Regions from separate parts of the Danio rerio genome. Here region 2 is linked to region 1. The links are chromatin contacts, called in public Hi-C maps. All regions are on one chromosome and are shown on one strand. The core of a region is the stretch at or near the end of the contact, and the rest is flanking DNA. Distances in the headings are between cores, read along the strand shown.

Region 1 (5,302 bases), core at 1,873-4,372:
CCAGAACCGTTACTATGACAACAACTCTCAGATGAGTTTTGAAGAACGAAACGATCCTGGATCATGTCAGATCATCAATAACCAAATCCAGCTCACTGAGGCTCCGTTTACACTAGTGCATTTTAGTTTGAAAACGGCGTTTTAGATCAAAAACGATCCGCGTCCACACTAGCGCTTCACCTGGCGTCTCTGAACATATCTCCGTCAACACTACGCCACCAAAAACGTACGTCACGTCACCATTCGCGCACTCTGGGAACGCGCGTTCTAGTATAAACAGGAAGCATGCGTCTCGCTCGGCATTTGGTTATTGTTAGTCAACAAATGCCGGTTGAACTATGAACGCGATGGCCAAGAAAGCAAGAGAGGGATTTTTGTGGACAGACGACATCATGTGATAGGGGCTTGACGAATAAGGGGAGGATACGCAATGACACAAAAGCCCCAATCAGGTAGCGAATCTCAGCAGCTCCGCCTCCGTTTCCAGATGTCTCCGTTTTCCCTCATCCACACTGAGACGCAGCAGCAGCGCTTCAGAATGAAAACCGCAACCGCAATAATCAAACTCTTGGGAAAAACTGTGGTCGGAACCAAAGTTCACAGGTCTGTGTTCTCTGAACTCCTCTCAAGCGGTGGACTTCTTCATTCTGATTGGTTGCTGCTGAACCGTGTCATAGCTCATACTATAAATTTGACTTCATTTTAACTCTCCTCGACACCCACACAGGAGAAGACGCGCCGCGCTGTTCCTCGCCGCCGGTTCTCGTTAAAAATGAATGACTTCTGGCTACTTTGACGCTCTCGCCGCTTTCGGTTTGTGATCGCTCCTCAGTTTGTGAAGGCTTCCCCGCGTTGTCGCTCCAACACGCCTGCCTTCCCCGCTCCTCAATTTGTGACGCTGCTGTGTGTTTAATGTGGTGTAGAGATTATTCTGTTATTGCATTATTGAGGAGGAACATCACTTATTAGATGAAACTGCTGGATTATTCCTGCAACAGCCGGTCATTTATAAGGGAAACAGGAGCGCGATCATGAGCAGAAGAGCCCAGCCGGTACAGTGTTGATGGAGAATCCTAAACTGAGCAGCTGGAGGTTTACTTTCCCTCATTGACTGATTTGTTTGCAGCATGTACTCGTGTGTGTGTGTGTGTGTGTGTGTGTGTGTGTGTGTGTGTGTGTGTGTGTGTGTGTGTGATCAGAAAACTAGTGTAATGGCAGCACGTCATCTTTACCAGACTCGGGCAAACTCCTCCTCTCCTTTCACTCCGCCCGAAGCCCCAGCTGGCCCTCTTTGGCCCAAGGTATTTGGCGGGTCGAAAAGGCTGGCCACTGACCCTGAGGAAACCCGCTTTGGCCCGATCAGGCCCCTGAAGTGACAGCGCAAACACGACTGGCCCTGACCCACTCACTCCTGGCACAATGGTGGAAACACTGCTAGTGTGTGTGTGTGTGTGTGTGTGTGTGTGTGTGTGTGTGTGGTGTTGCCATGGCTCACTCTGTGTGTGTGTGTGTTTGTTTGTGTGTGTGTGTGTGTGTGTGTGTGTGTGTGTGTGTGTGTGTGTGTGTGTGTGTACGCTCTCACAGGTGGTCACCGGGGGCCACTATGACGTGGACTGCCGGCTGGAGGACCCCGAGGGGACGGTGCTCTACAAGGAGATGAAGAAGCAGTACGACAGCTTCACCTTCAGTGCCGCTCGCAACGGAACCTACAAGTTCTGCTTCAGCAACGAGTTCTCCACCTTCACACACAAGACCGTCTACTTCGACTTCCAGGTGGGAGACGACCCGCCGCTCTTCCCCAACGAGAACCGGGTCACGGCACTGACACAGGTGAGGTGGAGATGCACACACACACACACACACACACACACGCTGCTGGACCACACTCCTCTTCACTACATCACACACCTGAGAACACTTCAGAATTTATGAATTTAGATTGTGTGTGTGTGTGTGTGTGTGTGTTATCGTGTCTCACTCTGCTGTTGTTCCAGATGGAGTCAGCGTGTGTGTCGATCCATGAGGCGCTGAAGTCGGTGATGGACTATCAGACACACTTCCGGCTGCGCGAGGCTCAGGGCCGCAGCCGCGCTGAAGACCTGAACAGCAGAGTGGCCTTCTGGTCGGTCGGGGAGGCGCTGATCCTGCTGGTGGTGAGCGTCAGTCAGGTGCTGCTGCTGCGCTCCTTCTTCTCCGACCGCAAGACCACCACCACCCGCATGGGCTCCTGAAGAACCCTGGAGGAATGCTGCAGCTGCACACGCACCCTGCAGACCAAACATCACCCTAATTTATTCTGTGTGTGTGTGTGTGTGTGTGTGAATTATCGGATGCGCAGACGCTTCATCATAAACAGTAGTTCAGTTTCCACAGAGCAACACACACACACACACACTCTCACACTCACACACACACGCACACACTCACACACACTCATTTATTTGCTGTATGATGTCAGAAATAATCCGTTGTGTTGTTCTGATGTGATCGGTGTGTTTTATATTAGTTGTGCTTCTGTTTTGTTTTTAATAGTGGTGTGTGTTGTTTATTTTCTTGTTGATTTGGGTTAATAAATGTGGAGGAAGATCTCACGGCTCTTCACTGACTCCTCAGAGGATCTCACACATTCAGACACAACCATTCCCTTGTGTGTGTGTGTGTGTGTGTGTGTGTGTGTGTGTGTGTGTGTGAGAGAGAATGTAAAAATAAAACTGGTTGGATCTGTTCGTCTTGACTGCAGTAATTGAGTGTCGTGCTGTTCCTGGATCAGTGCTGTTCCTCTGCGCTCCTCTAGCGGGCGCTGTCCGCCTGAGAGCTGTGTTTGACGGCTGGTTTGTCTCAGCGCTTCTGTCCGCCGACGCTCGTCATTAGTGACTGAAACACGACTGTTTTCTCTCGCACCGGAGGCGCGTCGTCCGTCCGCGGTGTTCTGGCGCGCGCGTCGTGACTGCTGCGTTACCTTTAAATGGAAAGGCTTTATGCGCGGCGCTGATTGGCCCGTCGAGCTGTCAATCACTCGCGGGAGGCGGAACCCTCGGGCCGCTGCTGCTTCAGACGCGCGTCCAGGCGAAACGGAGCCTCGAACTGACGGCAGAAATGGACAGAAATAAAGCAAAAAGCCGAAATCCGGAGCTTCAGAGTGGGTTAGTGTCGCGCTGAGGGGCGTTAAACGCAGAGGATCGCGCTCCAGCGCACAGGAAGCGGAGGAGGAAGCGCCGCAGCGACGCGCTATTTTTATCTTTTTGTGGTTTTGGACTCGACATGAGCTAAAGTTCCGTCAGCTCACCGACTGACACCCGACCACACCGAGCAGCCGGTCAGCACGGAGAAACGGGCCGTTACCGGACACCGAGGCCGGGGGAGCGAGCGCAGCGGTGAGGCCTATAAACACATTAAACACCGATGTTGATTACAGGAGGAAGCCGAGCTTTACACACCGATTATTCCGTCAGAGAGCGAGCTTTACCCGCCGTAGTCCCCCGCACCGGACGGTAACCGTGTGTCTAAACCGAGCACTGGTCGTGTTTTTACAGTTCTCTAATAAATAAACACGGGATGCTGTCTGCCGAGGATTGACACACACTTCTGATTTATTCGCTCACTAACACTGATATAATATTACAGAGACTCTGCCTGAACTGAACTCAGATCAGTGCTGATCTACTTCCCGACATGATCATAACACTCATCCCTGTGCGGGTATTCCCGATATGAGCAGAGCCAGTCAGTGCTGCTGCTGTTTGACTACAGTATACTGGAGCTCTGCCGTCTGTATTGCTGTAAAGCCAAACTCCTGTTCAGCAAATGAAGACTTTAACTCGTGTTTAGCGTCCACATGACCTCAGACTGTCGCGTTTAGTATGCTGTTGACATTGTCAGTGCTAGGGAGAACAAGCGATGATGAAAACTAACCCAACAGTCAAAATCTGCAGCAGCAGTCATGCTCTGATTGGCCGAATAATTCCTAGCCACGCCTCTCCAACCGTCAGTTTGCTGTGAGTGAAATCGAGCAGCTCATGCTGGAAACACTAATTATTTACAATGATTATTAAATTAACATTGAACTGTGTGTTATTAACGTCGACACCTCCCACAGCACTAAACCCAACCAACAGTAGTGTGCGCATTGTCTGCATAGTGCTTCAGACTGTAGTGTGTAAGTGAAAGGCGGAGCTCAAAATAAACCCCGCCCCCTGCTCAATATTCAGTTAAGCTGGAACACGTCATCATGCTGGAATAAACAACACCACAGTTCCGGCTCACGCAGACGTCAACACCGGAAATCTGTTAGTAGAATGGCCATATCGGACGACTTTACACACAAAGCTTCTATCACAGTGTTAGAGTCGGCCTCTGAGTGTCTGTCGCTATAGTCTTCTGTACCTGCCCACAGGGGTGCCCACCTCACATGCAGGAGAGCGAACACTTGCTCATCACGCTGGACATGTTTTGAAGACTGAAATGTGTGAAGCTAAGTTAGTTTAGTGTTTTTGCTAGCAGGAAGTGGCTAGGCAACCGAGGCACACACATTGCAAGTCACTGGGAGAGAATGCTACACTAAAATGTCTCTGGTTTGAGTCCCGGCTGGGTCAGTTGGTGTTTCTGTGTGGAGTTTGCATGTTCTCCCCGTGTTGGTGTGGGTTTCCTCCAGGTGCTCCGGTTTCCCCCACAGTCCAAACACATGCGCTATAGGGGAACTGATCAACTGATAAACTGGCCGTAGTGTATGACTGTGTGTGTGTTTCCCAGTAGTGGGTTGCGGCTGAAAGGGCATCCGCTGTGTAAAACATATACTGGAATAGTTGGCGGTTCATTCCACTGTGGCGACCCCTGGTAAATAAATGGGCTAAGCCGAAGGAGAATGAATGGATTTTTATTCTGTAACACTGTCAGAAACACACACACACACACACACACACACACACACACACACACACACACACACACACACACACACACACACACACAGGAAGAGTCGGGGTACATCACTGGCGTGTGGGTTTATTTGAACTATTATATTAATTTATAAAATGTCAGCGTGAGTCTTCAGCAGCTGGTGTGTTACACCACACTGAGTGCTAATGCTGTGTTGTGTTATTAGGACGCAGCCTCAGGGAACCCTATGCCATGGATCTGAAGACCGCAGTCTTCAACGCCGCCCGCGACGGCAAGCTGAAGCTGCTGCAGAAGCTGCTGGAGAACAAGAGCGACCGCGAGGTGCTGAAACTGATGGCGGAGAAGACCAACGGAGCCACGCCGCTGCTGATGGCGTCCCGCTACGGGCACCTGGAGCTGGTGGAGT
Region 2 (5,302 bases), core at 2,024-4,523, 400 kb before region 1:
TGTGCACATTTGCATTTTCAGATTTCAGAAAGCGTGTGATGTTAAGCAATGGCCTCAATGTACTGTGAGGTGGGGGTGTAACGGATCACGGCTGATCTGTGATTCATACGGATCACAACTGTTTGGAACACATGTGACCTGTGGATTAATAAACACTTTTCACTGGTAGATTAATCCTAAATTTGCAACGATCGCAGAAGCATCGCCTCTCGCATCATTCAAATCACAAGTATAAAAGCATTTAGGCTTAAAATATAATGATGACGGAGGAAGTTGTGGTGGGTTATTGGGGACGTGGTGGGTTTCATTAAAGGTGTTTTCTGTCACTGCTTGTTTAGCCTGCATTAATGCATTCAGTGTAGGCTGCACCAGTAATCATTACAAGATCAGGATCTCAACACCCACGCAACTTAAATTATAAATGATGGTGATTTGCACATGTTTATTAAAGACATTCCGTTTTTAGTATTTTGAGTTACTTATGAAGTTAGAAACGGTCAAATAACACTGAGGATTAAGAGATTTAATGTATTGTCATCTGCTTAAAAGTTAAAGCTGTAGTCAACAACTGTATTATTTAACCAGTATGTGGTGGGAACCATTAATTCATTTATTCATCTTCTTGTCAGCTTAGTCCCTTTATTAATCCAGGGTCACCACAGCAGAATGAACCGCCAACTTATCCAGTACATTTTTACGCAGCGGATGCCCTTCCAGCCGCAACCCATCTCTGGGAAACATCCACACACACTGACTCACAATAGACAATTTAGCCTACCCAATTCCCCTATAGCGAATGTGTTTGGACTGGAAACCGGAGCACCCGGAGGAAACCCATGCAAACGCAGAGAGAACATGCAAACTCCACACAGAAATGACAAATAACCCAGCCGAGGCTCGAACTAGCAACCTTCTTGCTGTAAGGCAACAGCCCTACCTACTGCGCCACTGCGTCTTAAAAATCAGCCACTGAATAATTCTTCAGAAATGATCGTCTAGCAATGAAGCTTAATGAGTGAATAACTGAATCATTTATATGAATAAATATGGGTTGTACTATGATAATGTTAGATTTCTACATTTAGCATTATCAGCAACAATAGTCGTAACAGCGAGTCTTTCACAGTATTGAATACTTTACAGTGGTTTTTTTTATTTTAGTATTGAATATTTTACAGTTTATTCTTATTCAGCTGATTATTTCTGCATTTTATTTTTAATTAAATTACAGGTTCCAAGTTCTGTTTGAAAACCAAAGGTTTCTTGCAGTGCTGTTTCTGTAAAAGACCCTTTACACATTTCCAGGTTTCTCAGTAGCAGAGGGCATCATAGCAAACTCAGAGTGCAGCGAATGGGAGAAAACCACAGATAATTTTTTACAATCTTATTTGCTGAAATAATCAAAGAAAAATGTCATGATGGTGTTATCAAGACTTTCAGAAGGAGGAAAAAAAAATGTGTGAGACTGAAAACGGCAGCCAGAGGAGAGAACAACGTCAGATTTACTCTATACGCTGCATTAGAAACACCTCGCACAAGCAGTCATTCGTTTAGTTTTTTTGTTTTTTTGTAATTTGACGCGATGATATACTACATGCATAAGTGCATTTAAATGTTTATACTTTTTTAAAATCAAAATATTAAAAACTTTCACGGATTTAAGATTATGATGACATAACAGGCTTAAGGCTGATTTATACTTCTGCGTAAAACGCACGCGTATGTTACGGCGCAGCCACTGACGTGCACCTCTAAAAAAATTTAACTACACGTCACAACGAAGTTTAGCGCAAGCTCTGTGATTGGTCGGCTTGGTAGCGCTGACGAGTCTGGGTGGGGCCGAGAGCCACGCCCGATGTAGCGATTGTTTACAAGTGTGGAGTTCCGTGAAGGAGCGCCGGATGGAAAGTTTTGTTTTGTGTTTACCTCATAGTTAAAGTTGTTGCACGTCCGCCGGTTCCTGCCTCAAAATGAGCGAGTTTGAGTCACTTGTACATCCCGGAAGTGTTCAGAAAAAAACAAAACAGCAGCGAAGAAACTCGACACAGAGGAACATTTACACCTCACTGCCAACTAGCGTTTCGGAAGTGTTAATGCAGACCAACAGAGACAGCAGCAGAAGTATAAATGCACAGCTACGTGCGTTGCATGCGCCGTGGGTTACGCCGGTCACTTGACGCAGAAGTATAAACCGGGCTTAATACAAAGGGTCCATAAATGGAACGGAAATGACATTTATCTCCTCCCCTTTTTGGTTGATCCGAAAAATGGTGCAATCCGTCACTAAAAAGCCATAATGTGATCTGAACAATGAGATTTGTGATCCGTTACACAGCTATTGTGAGGAATAAAGTGCCTGAATATTTAATTCTTAATCAAATATTAGATTTTTTTTTCTCTGCTCATCCTGACGGTGTTTAGAGTCAAACACGTGACTGAACACATGACCAGACTACACTTACTGCGCTATTCAGTATTGCAGCCATTCTGTCGCTAGTCTTCCTCTTGGTTTTGCTTGTTAATGTTATTAATTATCTTAATTAGTTTCATTGAGGCTAAGTTAGTTTTATTATCACACATTCGGACTTAATTATAACATTTCAATAAGTATTCCTTAGTGCAAACTCTAGGTAGTGAATCATATAATCAGGCAGTGTCTATTAAATCACAGCACTGCTCTGTCAATGATTATAATAGGTTTTATTCAATTAAAACGTTGTTTTGAAGTCGATTTTAGACCTAATATTCATAGTAGCGTGATAAACAATATAGGGACCAGGTCACGAGTAGTCACTGAACGAATGTGAGAATAAAAAGCCAACTTTACCTCAATAATAGTTTCATAAACGCGTGTGATGTTGACCTGACAGCGATATTCTACATTTGTTTACTGAATGAATGAGGAGTTTCTGCGCTGATGCTGCGCAGTGTTGATGTGCCACAGCAGCCTGCGCATGCGCTCTCCGCATCTTCTCTACACTCCAGAAATTGAATGAAATCTGTCAGAATTGTGTGACATAAATGACTGACGTTTGACTGATTATGAATATCAACGTGTGTCTGTGTTCTCCGAGCAGGAGGAGCGCGTGTCGGTCAGCAGTTTCAGCTCACCTCCATCACGCTGACGAACAGCTCCTCCGCGGCCTCAGAGTCCTCCTGCTCCGCGTTTTGCTGCCCGGTCACCGGTGGAGGCTCTCGGTCCTCCGACATCTTCAACAACAGCAGATGAATAAAGTCTCAGGCGGAGAAACAGACAGAGATCAAGATTATCATGTGACTGAGTCTCATGACAGAAGCGCTTCATGCGGCTCACGCTCCGCCCTCACTGCGCAGACTCATCACTGCCCGCAGAACACAGCGGTTGCTGCTGAAAGGGATACAGCTGCGGCCGGAAGTTAACGAGAATTATTTATATACTATATTTATTAAATACCCATTGGTTGTATTTCATTAACGTAAACTCGTACCCTAACCCTTAACCCAACAATCCCAGTAATGTAAAAACAGTAATTATACCGAGTAATATTCATATTGCTTATTAAAATACCTATTACATTGTATTTAATAAGCGCCTGCCCCCACCAAACCATGGTGGGGGCAAAACTATTGTTGTACAGAGCCACAAACATGCTATCTTAATGAGAGTATCCGCAGCTGTATTCCATCTAAACAGTGACGCGCAGCCGCAGAACGTCTGGTCACGTGGTTTATTTATTATTTTTGCTTTACCCACTCCACTTTATTAGGTACACCTGACTAGTACCAGGTTGTTCCCCCTTTTGCCTTCAGAATTTATTTAATCCTTCATGTCAGAGATTCATCAAGCTACTGGAAATATTCCTCAGAGATTTTGCTCCATGTTGTCATGATAGCATCACACAGTTGCTGCAGATTTGTCGGCTGCACATCCATGATGCCAATCTCCCGTTCCACCACATCCCAAAGCTGCTCTATTGGATTGAGCTCTGGTGACTGTGGAGGCCATTTGAGTACAGTGAACTCATCGTCATGTTCAAGACACCAGTCTGAGATGATTGAGCTTTATGACATGCTGCGTTATCCTGCTGGAAGTAGCCATCAGAAGATGGAGACACTGTGCTCATAAAGGGATGGACATGGTCAGCAGCAATACTCAGGTAGGCTGTGGCGTTGATGCTCAATTGGTACTAATGGACCCAAAGAAAATCTCCCCCACACCATTACACCACCACCACCACCAGCCTGAACCGCTGATACAAGGCAGGATGATCCATGCTTTCATGTTGTTGAGCCGAGCATCTGAATGTGTCAGCAGAAATGGAGACTCATCAGAGCAGCAACGTTTCTCCAATCTTCTATTGTCCAGTTTTGGTGAGTCTGTGTGAATTGTAGCCTCAGTTTCCTGTTCTTAGCTGACAGGAGCGGCACCCGGTGTAATTGGCTGATTAGAAATTTGTGCTAACAAGCAGTTGGACAGGTGTACCTTATATAGTTGCCGATGATAACTCTGTTGTGCCTATTGGATCCTTTTTTTGCACGCTTGTCCTCCCTCCCGTCTCCTTGGATGGCCGCACTCACATTGCATTCTGGCCTGGGCACGTTTGCGTCATCAATGCAGCGCTGTTCTGTAAAGAAGCACTTTCGCTCAGCACAGTGGACATTTCTTTATGAAAGTAAATTAGTAGCAATACTCGAGAGCTTGCAAATGTAAATGTGAGCACTTGTGATAATAATATTTGTATGTGTAGGTTGAAATGTACACTTACAGCTCTGATGTGAACAGCTGAAATCCTCGATTTGCGCACACACACAACAATCCACACACTTGTGTTTTGAATTGGAAGTTGCAGATTAATAGTTGTGTATTTGTAAAATGTCATTCACAAATACAAAGTGACAGACACACGTGTGCACGGCAAATTTGACTGCATCTCCATTCTACAACCACAGGTCGGCACTTACAACCTCTCAGATTCGTCAGTACAACTACAAATCTCCCGCGCTCTGACTTTTGCTACACATCTCCCGCGATCTCTGTAGCAGAACTCATCTGTGCACTCGCAGATGCAGAGGCGTGAGCAGCGCGGGCCGGGGGAGGGGCGGGGCTGGTGTAAAGCTGTTTGATTGGCTGAAGCCTGACCAATGAACAATGCCAGCAGCCAACAGGACTGAGGTGCAAAATAATCATTTGCCACGATTATTTTATTATTTAGGGTTTATTTAAACTATTTTCTGAAAAGATTTTTGTTAAATATCATTAATTCTACTGTAATGTACATACCAGTAAAAGAGCAGCAAAGCCAGTTTATTGGCTACAGCCAGC

What was found. Hi-C and Micro-C count contacts between places; a contact is called where the count stands out from the background.
Region 2: a contact with region 1 is called in a Hi-C map of embryo, with 16 times the contacts expected there. The contact joins the promoter of snx2 here to the promoter of fem1c in region 1. A contact is called at or near these places in 3 of 18 Hi-C or Micro-C datasets (all in embryo) and 1 of 4 datasets of contacts at active chromatin or transcription factors (caudal fin).

The regions. Positions count from the first base shown.
Region 1 is chr8:112,095-117,396 of GRCz12tu, reverse strand. fem1c (fem-1 homolog c) reads left to right here and starts at 3,122. Exons shown (of 3, transcript NM_198145.2): 1 at 3,122-3,374; 2 at 5,102-5,302. The coding sequence starts at 5,128. It overlaps tmed7 (transmembrane p24 trafficking protein 7), which reads left to right. Exons shown (of 4, transcript NM_212912.2): 3 at 1,585-1,830; 4 at 1,995-2,588. The coding sequence ends at 2,231.
Region 2 is chr8:508,908-514,209 of GRCz12tu, reverse strand. snx2 (sorting nexin 2) reads right to left here and starts at 3,273. Exons shown (of 15, transcript NM_001037698.1): 1 at 3,112-3,273. The coding sequence starts at 3,210. The region is part of intron 23 of dmxl1 (Dmx like 1); the gene reads right to left. The region is part of intron 1 of LOC141375560 (a long non-coding RNA gene); the gene reads left to right.